Linked DNA regions of Sus scrofa: region 1 is linked to region 2. Evidence: chromatin contacts called from public HiChIP or PLAC-seq data. All regions are on one chromosome and are shown on one strand. The core of a region is the stretch at or near the end of the contact, and the rest is flanking DNA. Distances in the headings are between cores, read along the strand shown. Region 1 holds the start of CCDC84 (coiled-coil domain containing 84). Region 2 holds the start of ATP5L (ATP synthase, H+ transporting, mitochondrial Fo complex subunit G).

Evidence for each region. HiChIP or PLAC-seq counts read pairs in DNA pulled down with a chosen protein or histone mark.
Region 1: a contact with region 2 is called in an H3K27ac HiChIP or PLAC-seq map of skeletal muscle, with 4 times the contacts expected there. The contact joins the promoter of CCDC84 here to the promoter of ATP5L in region 2. A contact is called at or near these places in 1 of 5 promoter capture datasets (liver) and 1 of 2 datasets of contacts at active chromatin or transcription factors (skeletal muscle).

The regions. Positions count from the first base shown.
Region 1 is chr9:46,228,711-46,235,269 of Sscrofa11.1, reverse strand. It overlaps CCDC84 (coiled-coil domain containing 84), which reads right to left and starts at 4,860. Exons shown (of 11, transcript NM_001244396.1): 1 at 4,703-4,860; 2 at 4,407-4,570; 3 at 3,885-3,983. The coding sequence starts at 4,822. It also overlaps the pseudogene LOC110255442.
Region 2 is chr9:45,702,728-45,709,240 of Sscrofa11.1, reverse strand. It overlaps ATP5L (ATP synthase, H+ transporting, mitochondrial Fo complex subunit G), which reads right to left and starts at 2,792. Exons shown (of 3, transcript NM_001244137.1): 1 at 2,457-2,792. The coding sequence starts at 2,508. LOC102167309 (a long non-coding RNA gene) reads left to right here and starts at 2,469. Exons shown (of 2, transcript XR_002335663.1): 1 at 2,469-2,600.

The DNA of each region.
Region 1 (6,559 bases), core at 3,611-6,110, 520 kb before region 2:
TTAAGGATCCAGTGTTGCCACAAGCGGTGTTGTAGGCCAGCAGCTGCAGCTCTGATTTGACTCCTGATGCAGGAACTCACATGAAAAATAAAAATTTACATTTGCCTTATTTTTTGTCTTTTAAAGGCTGCACCAGCAGCATATGAAGTTCCCAGGCTAGAGATCAAATTGGAGCTACAGCTACTGGCCTACACCACAGCTACAGCAGTGGAGGATCTGAGCCACATCTGTGACCTACACTGGAGCTCACAACAACACTGGATCCTTAACCCAAGGGGCAAGGCCAGGGATCGAACCTGTGTCCTCATGGATACTAAGAGGGCTTGTTACTGCTGTGCTACAATGGGAACTCCTTGCCTTATTCTATTTTTAAATTTTTTAAATTTATTTTTTAGGTCTTTTTGCTATTTCTTGGGCTCTCCTGTGGCAAATGGAGGTTCCCAGGCTAGGGGTCTAATCGGAGCTGTAGCCGCCGGCCTACACCAGAGCCACAGCAACACAAGATCCGAGCCACGTCTGCAACTTACACCACAGCTCACGGCAACGCCGGATCGTTAACCCACTGAGCAAGGGCAGGGATGGAACCCGCAACCTCATGGTTCCTAGTCAGATTCGTTAACCACTGCGCCACGATGGGAACTCCTATTTTTAAAAAAATTTTTTAAATTACTCAAATGAATTTATTATAGTTGTTCAATGATCATCACAATCCAATTTTAGAGGATTTCCATCCCACAAGCCTAGCGCATCCCCCCACCTGCCTTATTTTAATAGCGTAGAACATTTATGGAGGGGAATGGCTCTGGCACTGTGCCCTGGCAGCCTTGGATGTATCCATATAGGCAGGGCCTTGAACCACAGCTTATCAGAATCTTGGCTGAAGGTTTGCATGATCCTCCAGGAAACACAAGCTGCCTGAAAGGAGCTGCTAGGAGGCCATCCCCCACTCGCCTCCCTGTCTCATGGGAGGCCCTCACAAACAGTTTCTCATCAACTTGCGTTCTGATGGGGTTATGGGGCTTTCTGCTCTCAGAGCTGCAGATGTAAAGCATGTGGCTGCAGTCTAGACTTGGCTTCCCAGCAATGGTATCACACAGCTCCCACTGCAGTCTCTCAGTTGTACGTGTATCAGTGCGGTCCTTTTCGGTGTGTGGTATGACCTGGGAAGCTGGCACTTTGGACTTATTATTTTCACTGCCTATGTAAGTAATAGACTGCCTAAATCTAAATGTGGCTTACTGTATCTTTACTGGTCCAATCAGTCAGGCTTGGCTGGGCCTTATCTTGTGTGAGTGAAGTTTGTAAGGTTCAAAAATCAAACTATATTTAAATAAGAAGTTCATGGAGTTCCCTGGTGGTACAGCAGGTTAAGGATCGGGCATTGTCACTGCTGTGGTGTGGGCTGGATCCCTAGCCTGGAAACCTGCACGTCCAGGGAATCAACCTTGGTGCGGTGCTCCACCCCCCCAAAAAGTTCAAAGAGTCCATACTCATCCTCATAATTCTCAATAAGTCTTTTCTGCTCAACTATCCTTTATTCATCCACTGAAAACCATATGAAGGGGGGGGGGTCAGGGTGTGAGGAGTGAGTGCTTTTTGGCCTTGGTTTCCTGCTCTGAATCCCTAGGCAAGCTAGTTGGATTTAGGCATTTCTTATTCCCTCATTATTATCCACAGTGAATAGAAAGGAGTAATAAACACCATGTGTTTCCTTAACTTTGGCTTTGGGATCCCCTTGGGTTCCACACTTTCTAATCTCAATATGATCCCAATAAAAGTGATGTGAGCTTCCTGAGGCAGGCAGGGCTCACCCTCTGTGCTGACCCCCTTCCTGCATTCCAGTTGCTCAGGGTCCTCCAGAGGCCACTTAAAATATAAGTTGGTGAGCACTGTGTGAGCACAAGTTGCTTGCACACTATAAAAAGACTCTTCTGGGAGTTCCCGCTGTGGTGCATTGGGATTGGTGACACCTCTGGAGCGCTGGGACACAGGTTTGCTCCCCAGCCCTGCAAGGTGGGCTAAGGATCCAGCATTGCCACAGCTGCAGCGTGGATCACAACTGCAGATTGGATCTGATCCCTGGCCTGGGAACTCCATATGCCACGAACAGCCAAAAAGAGGGAAAAAATAAAAAAAGCCTCTTCTAGCCGGTGGACCGGGGGCGGGGGGGTGGTGCATGGAGGCTTCAGAGCTCATGTCTGGACCGATCCCATGTCTTGGGCCTCAAGCCAGATCCTGCCATGACCTGGGAAAGGTAAGACAGGCCAGATGGGCCATGGAGCCCAATCAGGAACCAAGTGGAGCCCCCTGGAGCTAAAATCACGATGTTCCACTTCATGAGGGACCTGAGGACCCCACGTTCTGATGGACCCCTTTGCCATTCACCATCAGCACGTGAACGAGAAGTTGTCAGATGGCTTTGGATATAGCCCCTTCCTCAGCATCACTGGTGGCAACATGCCACTTTAGGATGCTGGGAAGGTGGGGTGGCTTCATGGACATGATTGGGAACATGGAGCACATGACAGCTGGAGGCAACTGCCAGACCTTGTCATCCTCCACTATCATCTACTTCAACATGGCGATGGTGCCTCCAAGGTCTACCAGGCAACATCAGAGGCGCTGAGCCCCAGGTGGGATCCTGGAGATGGGGGACTGCACAGGACTCGGACAGTGGACTGGAGCAGATGTCCATGGGACGTCACTTCCGAGACCAGGCTCACATCCTCCAGTGCTCCCTGAAACCACCGCACAGGAGACCAGGAGAAGCAGCAGGATTACATCCTGGATGAGAGTGAGGCCACATTTAACAATGAATGGCAGAGGGAGACATCCCGATTCTGGCAGCAGTGCCCTCTGGAATTTCACTGGCACAAGGCTTCAAGGGATGTGGGATGAAGGGCTGAAGGGCCTCCCTGCCCAGCTATACAGGGCCCTGAGGACTCCCCCTCCCCATAATCCCACCACCATGCTGACTAGTGAGGGGCCGGGCCTGGCCCCTCAGCTTCTCTTGTACAGGGTGAGAAATCATCCCCTGAAATAACTTTCCTTGTTAACTCCCACTCCCAATTTAATATTAAGTTAACAGGCAAACTGGCTCCTACCTCTCTTTCCCCCTTGCGGGGGTGGGGTGGGGTGGGGGTTGTCTCAAGGAGAACTTCTCATTGCCCCTTTACCTAGTTTTTCCTTCTTTAAGCTCCTTACCATAATGACTCCACTTCTCCTGTGTAACTGCTAACTTGATTTTTCTGTTTGCTGCTTCCATCTCTGAATCTCATCTTCCCTGTCATGCACTGAAGGGGCTTTTGGGGTAAGCTCTGTGTTTAGGGGCCGCCTCCAACCCTCAGCAACCCTAGATCTTTGCCTATTTCCTTCTCAGATCCCCTACTGCCTAGCCAGGGCTGCGTGTGCAAGGAGAGGACGGGTTACCAACCGTTTCTCCTTTCCCAACCCCTGCACATTACAAAGATCTTCCCCACACCCTTTTCTGACTTTATTTTTTGATCTATGAGGTTGCAACAAACTAGGTGTTTTTAGAATAAAGGAGAATGGAAAAAAGGAAGAAAATAGCCTCTTCTGTTCCTAAAGGACCTTAGTAGTCTCTCTGTCACACATTAAGTAATTGCTTACTGCCAACTTTCATTACATGCTGTTCTCTATTGGCTCAATACACTAAATCCCATGCCCTAACTAGATTATAAACCTTTCAAGGACTCTGTCATAGTTTTTTTGTGTCCAAAATAGTGCCTAGAATGAGTGCTACGAAGAAAATGGATACTAATGAGGTCCACCATACTTCTAATGAATAGACGAAGCTCCAGTACCTAACACAGACCCAGAAAATCCACACTCTGCCACTTAATCATTCATAACCAGGGACTTACCGTGCATAATCCTGGGGGGAGATCAGAAACTTCTCTTTCATCTGGAACTCAGCCTTGTTCTCCCACCAGAATTTGTTGGTTGCTTTCTTGTGCTCTGGGCTGAGGTTGGAGAGGATAAGTAATCTCAATGAGAGATTAAAGAATATTACTCAGATATATAGGCATTAAATAAATAATGCAAATTGACGTCTGGGTTTCTGCCTCTGGGCAAGGCTGAGAGATGTATGCTGTTAGTAGTCTCTTCCAGCATCTCCAGTCTCCTCCCAATAAAAATGGAAGAATCTGAGAGGAAGTGATGGGCAGCAACCTTGTCTGAGGCAGCTGCTCAGCTGGCTTTCGAGCTAGACCTCCAACACCACTGGGACCATGGCAGCCATAAACTTGCTACCCTTGATGCCTATAAGAGGATTCAATTATCTACCCTGATCAAATCACAAAAGCGTTCTTCCTCTCACCCACCCCAAACCCTCCCTTCCACAAGTGTGCTCGATTTTGTTATGCGGCTCCTGACACGGCGCTCACCTGGCCAGATGCTCCAGGAGCCCCCCGTGCAGCACGGTCAGGTTTCCGTGGCTCAGGTGTTTCCGCACCTCACAACTGCAGCACAGGCACCAGCAGCTGCGCTCGTGCTCGGGCACGTAACGCTCCACCTGAGCGGCGCGGATCGCCTTGCGGGCAGCCTCTACCTGTGGCAGAAAGGGGGAGAGGCTAAGTGGAACCCCGGCGGGACTTTCAGATCCCAAGCCCTCCGGCCCTCCCTGCTCGCTCGCATCCCCGCCCCCGGGCTTCCATGGTCCCCTCCGGCCTCCTGTCCGCACCTGCGGCAAGAGCCGCTCCAAAGCCACCTTCAGCTGCCGCTGGTGCTTGCGGCTGTAGACGTGCCCGCGACCGCAGAAGAAAGTCTGGCGGCAAAGAGGGCAGCGCTGCGCCGGCGCCATCGGCGCGGGACTCGGGATCCGCGATGCGGAGCTGCTCCTTTGCCGTCCGGTGACCTCTGACCTCTAGGGGGCGGGGCGAACCCATCTGCCCCCAGTGGAGGGCAGGCGCCACTGCAAGCCCTTCTGCGGCTGCGCGGGTTTTCTCCTGGCTGCCTCACGGCGCGCAAACCCAGCCAGTCGTCTAGTCACCTAGTGCTGTGTGTTCGGATGAGGTGGTCGATTTCGCTTGTGCAGATGCGGGGAAAGAGCGCGCAGGTTGGGACACAGACAAGGACCAATACAGACAATGTAACAATCATAACTAGTGTTTAATAGGGTGCTCAGTGTGTGTCCAAAGCTTTTGTTAACTACCTCACGTAGGAGGACCCTTCGTGGCTCAGCGGGTAATGAACCTGACTAGGATCCATGAGGACGCGGGTTCCATCCCTGGCCTTGCTCAACGGGTTAAGGATCCGGTTGGCGTGAGGTGTGATGTAGGTGGCAGACACGGCTCGGATCCTGTAGGCTAACAGCTACAGCTCTGATTGGACCCCCTAGCCTGGGAACTTCCATATGCTAAAGCAAAAAAATTGCAAACCCCCCCAAAAAACTACCTCATGTAATCCTCAGAATAACCCAATGGGATGACTATCCTTACTGGCATTTTGCAAGCAGGAAACTGAGGCGTGAAGGAGGAAGTAATTCTATGGAAGGTTGCACAGGTGTAAAGTGGCAGAGGCAGTACCAGCTGGCTGTTGGGAACACAAACTGAAGGCCTAATCTGAGACCTAATCACACTCATACCACCATGGGGTGTTCTGAGCATTGCTCCTGTAAAGATGTAATGGCAAAGCCAAAAAGGTTGCAGAATCATTGCTAAGAGAAGACATTTTTAATCTGTAAACATGCTCGGAGTTTCCTTATAGCACAGCAAGTTAAGGACCCAGAGTTCTGGTCTCTACTGTGGTGCAGCTTCAATCCTTGACCTGGGAACTTCCGCCTGCCCAGGGTGCAGTAAAAGGAACCCAAAAAACAAAAAACGGTAAACCTGCTAATCTAGAGGAATTTTACTAATTCTTCATAAGCCACTTCTCCCAGAGTCAACTGCCTTCCTATCTCCTTTCAGACCTAAGGTAAATTGCTCCTTCACAGGGCTAAAATCCCCAGACTATCATCTCTACCCTAGAGCTCCCTCCAAAAAAAAGACTGGGTCCTAGCCCAGACCTTACTTGAAAGATGAGCAAATAAAGCTGGTATGGTGTCCCTAGCTTTCCTTAGATTTGTTAACGGTGGAGTTCTCTGGTGGCTCAGTGGATTAAGGATCTAGTGTTGTCACTGCTGTGGCTGGAGTCACTGCTGTGGTGCAGGTTCAATCTCTGGCCTAGGATCTTATGCCTTTTTTTTGGCTGCCAAAAAAAAAAAAAAGATTTGTTGCTGGTGCTGGTGCATTAACCTGGATGGGTTACAATGTCTGTGGGTGTATACAGTCAACTACATAATTCAGACCCAGAAAGTAGTCAGACTCCCCTTCAGGTCTTGACTTCCTGTTGAAGCTTCCCTTTACACTCAGGCCTCTACCATATGTGATCCATTTTCCGTTTTTGTTTGTTTGTTTGGTTGGTTGGTTGGTTTTTTTTGTTTTTTGTTTTTTTTTTAGGGCTGTACCAGTGGCATATGGAGGTTCCCAGGCTAGGGGTTGATTTGGAACTGCAGCTGCTGGCCTACACCACAGCCACAGCAACTTGGGAGCTAAGCCAC
Region 2 (6,513 bases), core at 1,543-4,042:
GCCACAGCAACGCCTGATCCAAGCCGCGTCTGTGACCCACACCACAGCTCACGGCAACGCCAGATCGTCAACCCACTGAGCAAGGGCAGGGATCGAACCTGCAACCTCATGGTTCCTAGTCGGATTCGCTAACCACTGTGCCCTACGGAACTCCTACTTCTTTTTTTTTTTTTTTTTTTTTTTGCCACATCCATGGCGTGTGGAAGTTCCCGGGCTGGGGATCAAACAAGCACCAGAGCAGTGACAATGCTGGATCCTTTAACCACTAGGCCACCAGGGAACTCCTAGTTACTTGCTTCTAAAAAATATGGAAAGGAAAAAACAGTAACTTTAGGAGAAACCTAGTGAAACTACCTTAACCAAATGATGAAAGCTAATTTCACTAGTGATGTTATATGAATATCACTCACATCCTGATATGTGATTAGGGCACTTCCCTTTGGTGGTATTCTCTTTCAAAATCCATAGTTCCAGACTAATCATTACAAAAACTCCAGACAAATCCAAATTGAGGACCATCTTTATAGGACACCTAGACAGACACCTTAAGACTGTCAAGGTCATGAAAGGTAAGCAAAGACTATGAAACTGTCATAGACTGTGACAAGGCTGGATACTTAACCTGTCGCACCAGAAGAGAACTCCAATTTTTCATATACTTAACATTAACATTTAATACACTGAGTTAATTTAGAAAACAAAATATATTTCTACTTTAGCATTCTGGCCCCGGTTGAGTTCTCCTTTCTGAGTATGTCTGGAAGAATAACAACCTTTATCTTTATTCATAATAAAGAGCTGAATTAATTATAACAAGTTATATTTCATAATTTAAAACTTTCTTATTTTTTTTGTAAACTATTATTAAAATTGGTCTTACCAACTATAATGGAAAAGATAAAAATCATTTGGAAAAAAAAAATTGGTCTTCAATTCCTCAAGACACCACTGAAAAGATGTGAAAGCCAGAGTTCCTGCTGTGGCTCAGTGGAAACGAACCCAACTAGCCCATGAGGATGAAAGTTCCATCATCCCTGGACTCGCTCAGGGAGTTAAGGATCTGGTGTTGACCGTGAGCTGCGGTGTAGGCTGTGGATGGGGTTCGGATCCCGAATTGCTGTGGTTGTGGTGTAGGCTGGCAGCTGCAGCTCGGATTTGACCCTTAGCCTGGGAATTTCCATATGCCACACGTGTGGCAATTAAAAAAACAGGCAAAGAAGGAATTAAAAAAGATGTGAAAGCCATGGCAGGAGGAAAAAAAAACCCACTTGCAATTCTAGAAAATTTGTCTCAAATCATCCACAAAGTCGAAATAAGCAAGCTGCTATGTCTTCTCTTTGTACTATGTAAAAAATGTAGTGCTTTTAGTAAAGTTGCACACTTAAGTTCTTTGGTTAAGTGTATTAACTGGTAGTAGGAAGGGAACCATAGGAAGAATCAATTATTTGACTGTTAAGACTTTCAATAACTGTTCATGGAAGAAAGGAAGGAGACAATGAATAAGAAAATACCAATCACAGCAAAATAGCTTCAGAAATATTATACATATTAAAAAAATTTCTATTTACTTTTCTAATCAAATCTGACCGAAAGCTATTTAGAGATCTGCGCTTCAACCACTTACTTAGAATATAGCACATCTAATGGAAAGGCTTCCGTTAATTTAACTGATCTCATTTTGGGAATAAAATGAATAGCTTGATACCCAGCAGACAACTGAAACATTTACTCACTTAAGACTACTACTCTGGGCTGTGACTATTCACCTGTTCCGAAACACAGCGTTCGACCAGCGATGCTTTTCCAAACGGAAAATCCCCACGGACGCTGAACTATGATAATAAGGATTACTATTTACACATATCCCTTCCTATACTTACCAAGGCAGGGACATTCGTCCGTAAAGTTCAACTTCATCTGAAAACTCACTTAGATTAAAGACAAAATACCTCGGAGCCTGGCCAAGGCATAAAGCAAAGGCAACGTTCCAAAGGTCACCCATCCTTAAAAGCTCTGTAGCCTTCCAAATACTCCACCGGAAGCAGAAAAGCCGATGAGGCCGCACGTCTGTACTTCTACACGTCTCTGTCCTCACCTCCCTCGCCCTCCTAACAGAGCCATCCCCCTCCCTGCTCCTTTTCCGAGCGGTCCAAGGGCGTCATGGCGGCGGCTGCAGGGCAACCCCCGGCTGCTTGCACACTCCCTCCCCTCCCCGTCGTGGTCAAAATTCAGAACTTCTAGATTGTAGAGAGAACCCAAGCCGCAGGCCTGGCCAAAAGGCTAGAAAAGAATCGCGAATCTGCCTTCTGTCCCCAGTCCTCCTTCAGGCGGCACACACAACAGCTCCGCCGGCCCCTCGTGACCGCAGCCCGCGTCCTCCCCTCAGGCCCTCGCAGGCCTCTCCCCCGCACCCCGCGCCCGGGTACCCCAGTCGGCAGGCTTCACGCCGCGCTCACCGTTAACCAAGACCGGTGCCTTCTCCGCGAGGTTACGGACAAACTGGGCCATGGTTCTAGGAGTGAAAGTCCGTCGCTGCGACTGGCTGGCTGAATGTCACCCGCCAGGAAGGACCTGCGGCAGGACCCCGTTCCGCTTCCAAGGTCAGGCCTCCTCTTTCTGCGCCTGTCCAATATATTTAGGTGTACTGTCTCTTCGGAATCCAGTGGGTCAGTTTATTTTCTTCACTCACAAGAGGGAAAAGTGGGTATGAGAAGATGAGATCAGAGAGCAGGTAAAAAGCAACACATTTCTGCCGCAGAGAAACAGGCATTTCTTGGGGCAGCCGCTCAGGGAAGTCGGAAGACAGGAGCGGGGCGGGAAGGCGCATGTGCCCTGAGCGTCCCGGGCAGCCTGCTGCTCCCACCTCCACTTTTTGTGTAGGGTGCTTTTGCAGCTTTTCTGGGACAACGTGGGAAGTTAGGACTGGAAGGCGCTGTTGCGATTTTTCTAGGCCAACACGATCGTCTTACAAAGGCAGAGGGTCCTAGGCCAAACATGTATAGTGGGGGGGGGGGGGGGCGCTACGTAACTTGTCATCTGCCTCAGCCCATTGCTTTTCTCTAGTTGATCTTTTGTAATCCCCGTCTCCCTTGCATCCTGTATCAGGGTTAGAATCTAATTCCCTAACCAGCCACAAGGAACTGTTCAGATATAAAGAACAAAATCACATTTACTGACGGCTTCCAGTCTGTTAGGCATTCTGGAATTTAAAGAAAGCCTCTGTGTCAGGTAACGTCCCCATTTAAGACTGGAATTGATAAATGTTCATATAGCAGAGTTGGGATCTGAAGAAGTTGCATTGTAAACAAAGAAAAGGCATTAGTATGGAATTAGGCGTCTTGCTGATCTGGGAAGACTTCCTAGAGAAGGAGGTCCTTGAATTAATGTATAACAGAACACCTATGTACTACAGAGTTGAAACTTTATAGTTAAATATAACTGGAGGAAAAGATACATATAGGGAAGTGGCATTTGATGAGAAAAACAGAATAAGTAATGTACCTGGAAGAAGCCTGAGCAGAAGTAAAACTTTGATTGATGGAATGGTTAGAGGTGGAATGAAAAATTAGGAGTGATATCAAGAAGCCAAGATCAGCCTTTGAGTGAAGGAGTGATTCAGTTGCCTGATACTCTAGAGAAGTCAAAGAAAGGCTGGGGATGTTAATTTAGCAGTATGGAAACATAGATCAGTTTCAAACAATTAGGACAGAAGTCAGAGTGGATGAGTGAGAAATATGGCTATAAAGGAATATGAATCAGAAAACCAAATGAGATGTGAAACTGAAGGGAGAGATGAAGCTAGAGAGAGGGGACTGACAAGATTCCTGCTGAGGTAGGAGATAAGGTTGTTGGGATTAGCCCTGGAGTGGTGGGGCCTTTTCCACAGATGGAATGATGAAAGAGAAGTCTGAAAGTGGAAATTCTGATGTCTTTGAAATAGAAGGCAAGTTCACCTGAGTGTGAAGGGTTAAATGGGAGCGTGGGAGAGAATTTGAGGAAAGAGGTTAAGTTTGGAATAGCTGCTAAGTTAAGGACACACAGAGTTGTTGGGTAATGTTAGAGACACATTTATGGCCACACCACTCTAAAGGCTGTCATTTTTCTCCAATAGTTGTTTGTAGCTGGAATATTGGAGCAGGGAGAATGGCTGGGTTAGTTAATCTGGGTTGAGGTCTTGCATAGGAGAGTACAGAAACAAGAGGCAAGAAAGGGGAACATGATAATCAACAATTAAAATGAAAGACCTGTGGTTTGGGCCAGAAAAGTGAAGCCAAAAATGAACTGCTTAGGAAAATACATGCCCAGAGACTCATCTTCTGAAGCTAACTCCAGGGTCCAGAAGTCTAGCAAGGGAGGTCAAGTTAGCCAGGCCACACGTTTGATACGACCTTAAAAAAAAAAAGTGAAGTGTAGAGTCCTTGAAGTTTTCAGAAGGATTTCTGAAATTGCCACTGCCTTTTAATACTGTAATAAAGGAAGTGATAACAAAAGGTTGTAAGTCAGATGTTCATTTATTAAATACAAGTTTGAACAAACACCCCCAGGCAAGTTTGATCAGAAGTAACCTTCCTGGAATGTTTCCAAATACAGTTATGTTGATCAAATTTTATTTCAATCAAACTTTTTTGTCATTTTGTTCTTCATTTTCTTTGTTTCTAGGTTTCTTTTCCTGTTTAGCAGTTAGAGCATGTGCATTATTTTCTTACGTGACATCAACAGTGCAGCATCAAGCCTCTGGCTTGTAAAGGCACCCAGTAGACTTATGCTCTGTGCAATGGCTGCTTAGCAACCAGCATCAAATAAAGTAATGAAGCTTTTGTAGGGTGTGATACCAAATAGCAACCGGCACCTTCACCTGCACCATTAAAAAACCTCTGAAGTTTCTTTCACTTTTCAAATATCTATTAAAAACTATATTAAAAAAAACAACAACCCAGATTGCTTGATAAAACCTACTTAAATAATTTTCCAAGTTTAGTATTACCCTCTTAAAAAGCAATACTAGAGCTGATTAAAGAGTCTTCATTTTCCTATCATACCCTAGCAAAGCCAACACACAAAACTTGATATATCAGAAAGTTTGCTCTAATAAGTTTAGAGCTGCTTCTGCATTCTGGATAACACAACACCTCTTTAAGTGTCCAAGTGCATATATAAATACCATGTTGTACCAAGATGATAATTTTTTAGTCTCATTTTTGGGGTGTTCTTAAATTACTTCAAGGAAAGAAAAAAGGCACAGAGGACACCTGGCTTCCTTACCAATAGTGGCCTTAAGCTATGCACTTGTCTTTGTAATGAGTTTAAAGATACTCAGCAGCATTAATGGTGCCATAGCCTTTCATAAAAAGTTTCAGGAAAAGAGCTTTAAAAAAAAAAAACAAAAACAAGCTTGCCAGAAAGGCTTACAATCTGAAGACTAAACACAGAAGTAGAATACAGACACAGATACAAGAGGCAGCATAGAGGTTGTTCAATAGAAAGCCGCTGGGAACAGCTGCCTTCTGAGGTTTTGTGCCCGTTTTTTCTTCCAATTTTCTCCTATAAAATTCTGGTCTTTTCTCCACTTCTTTTAAAAGTCAAAATATCCTATTAGACTGGGTTTGGAAGATAAATACAAGCAGACAGAAGCTTTTTTATATAGTTAATTCTCAGAGATATAAATGAAGATAATAAATATGAAATGAAGCTCATTTTAAGAAATAAATCCTGTCAACCTATATCTTAAAGGCTCAAGGAGCATAGTGAATTATTATCTTACATTCTGGCGTTTGCAAGAGTTCCAGCCAGGCTTTTTCATTTATAAGCACAGCAACAGGCAACATCTACTTTCTATCTAGTGTGGGATGCCCTCCGATTTGAGGGTTTCCAGCTGATACCATCAAAAACACATCAAAGACTGCTTATAACAGCTCGTGCTGGAATTTCATAAAACTACCATCTTATTTGAAACAGGCTGTGGTTAATAATAACGTCCTCTAAATGAAGCAATGACCCCTGTTTCTAGATCATATCGCTTTTCCTGTTAGTTATATTTCAGGCTTAGAGGAATAGTGATACAGACACTCCATAGGGGAATGTGCCTCACTCAGCATGTTAAGCTACACTATTGAGTGGGGAACTCAAGCTCAACTTGTGAAAGTGCAGCCCATCCACCTACTAACTACATAGGGCTAAGTGAATATTTAAAATAGCTGGTGGACAAGGTTGTGCTCAAATTCCTACAATGTTAATTGATGACCTAAGGCTGAGTTAGAAGCAGCTCTCAGAAATCATGTCGTAAGCCCAAACAAACATTAACTATATATATTTTATAGTCTCAGGATTCTGTCTAGAATAAGTGTTAGTAAACATGGCCACATACTACATACATCTTTCTCTGGAAGAGAGAACATAAAGAGATGCTCATTTTACACTAGACCAATATAAAAAAGCATGTGTGTGTGTGTACACACATTGTTGTACCAAGGTGATTTTTTTTTAGACTCATTTTTGAGATATTCTTAAAATGAC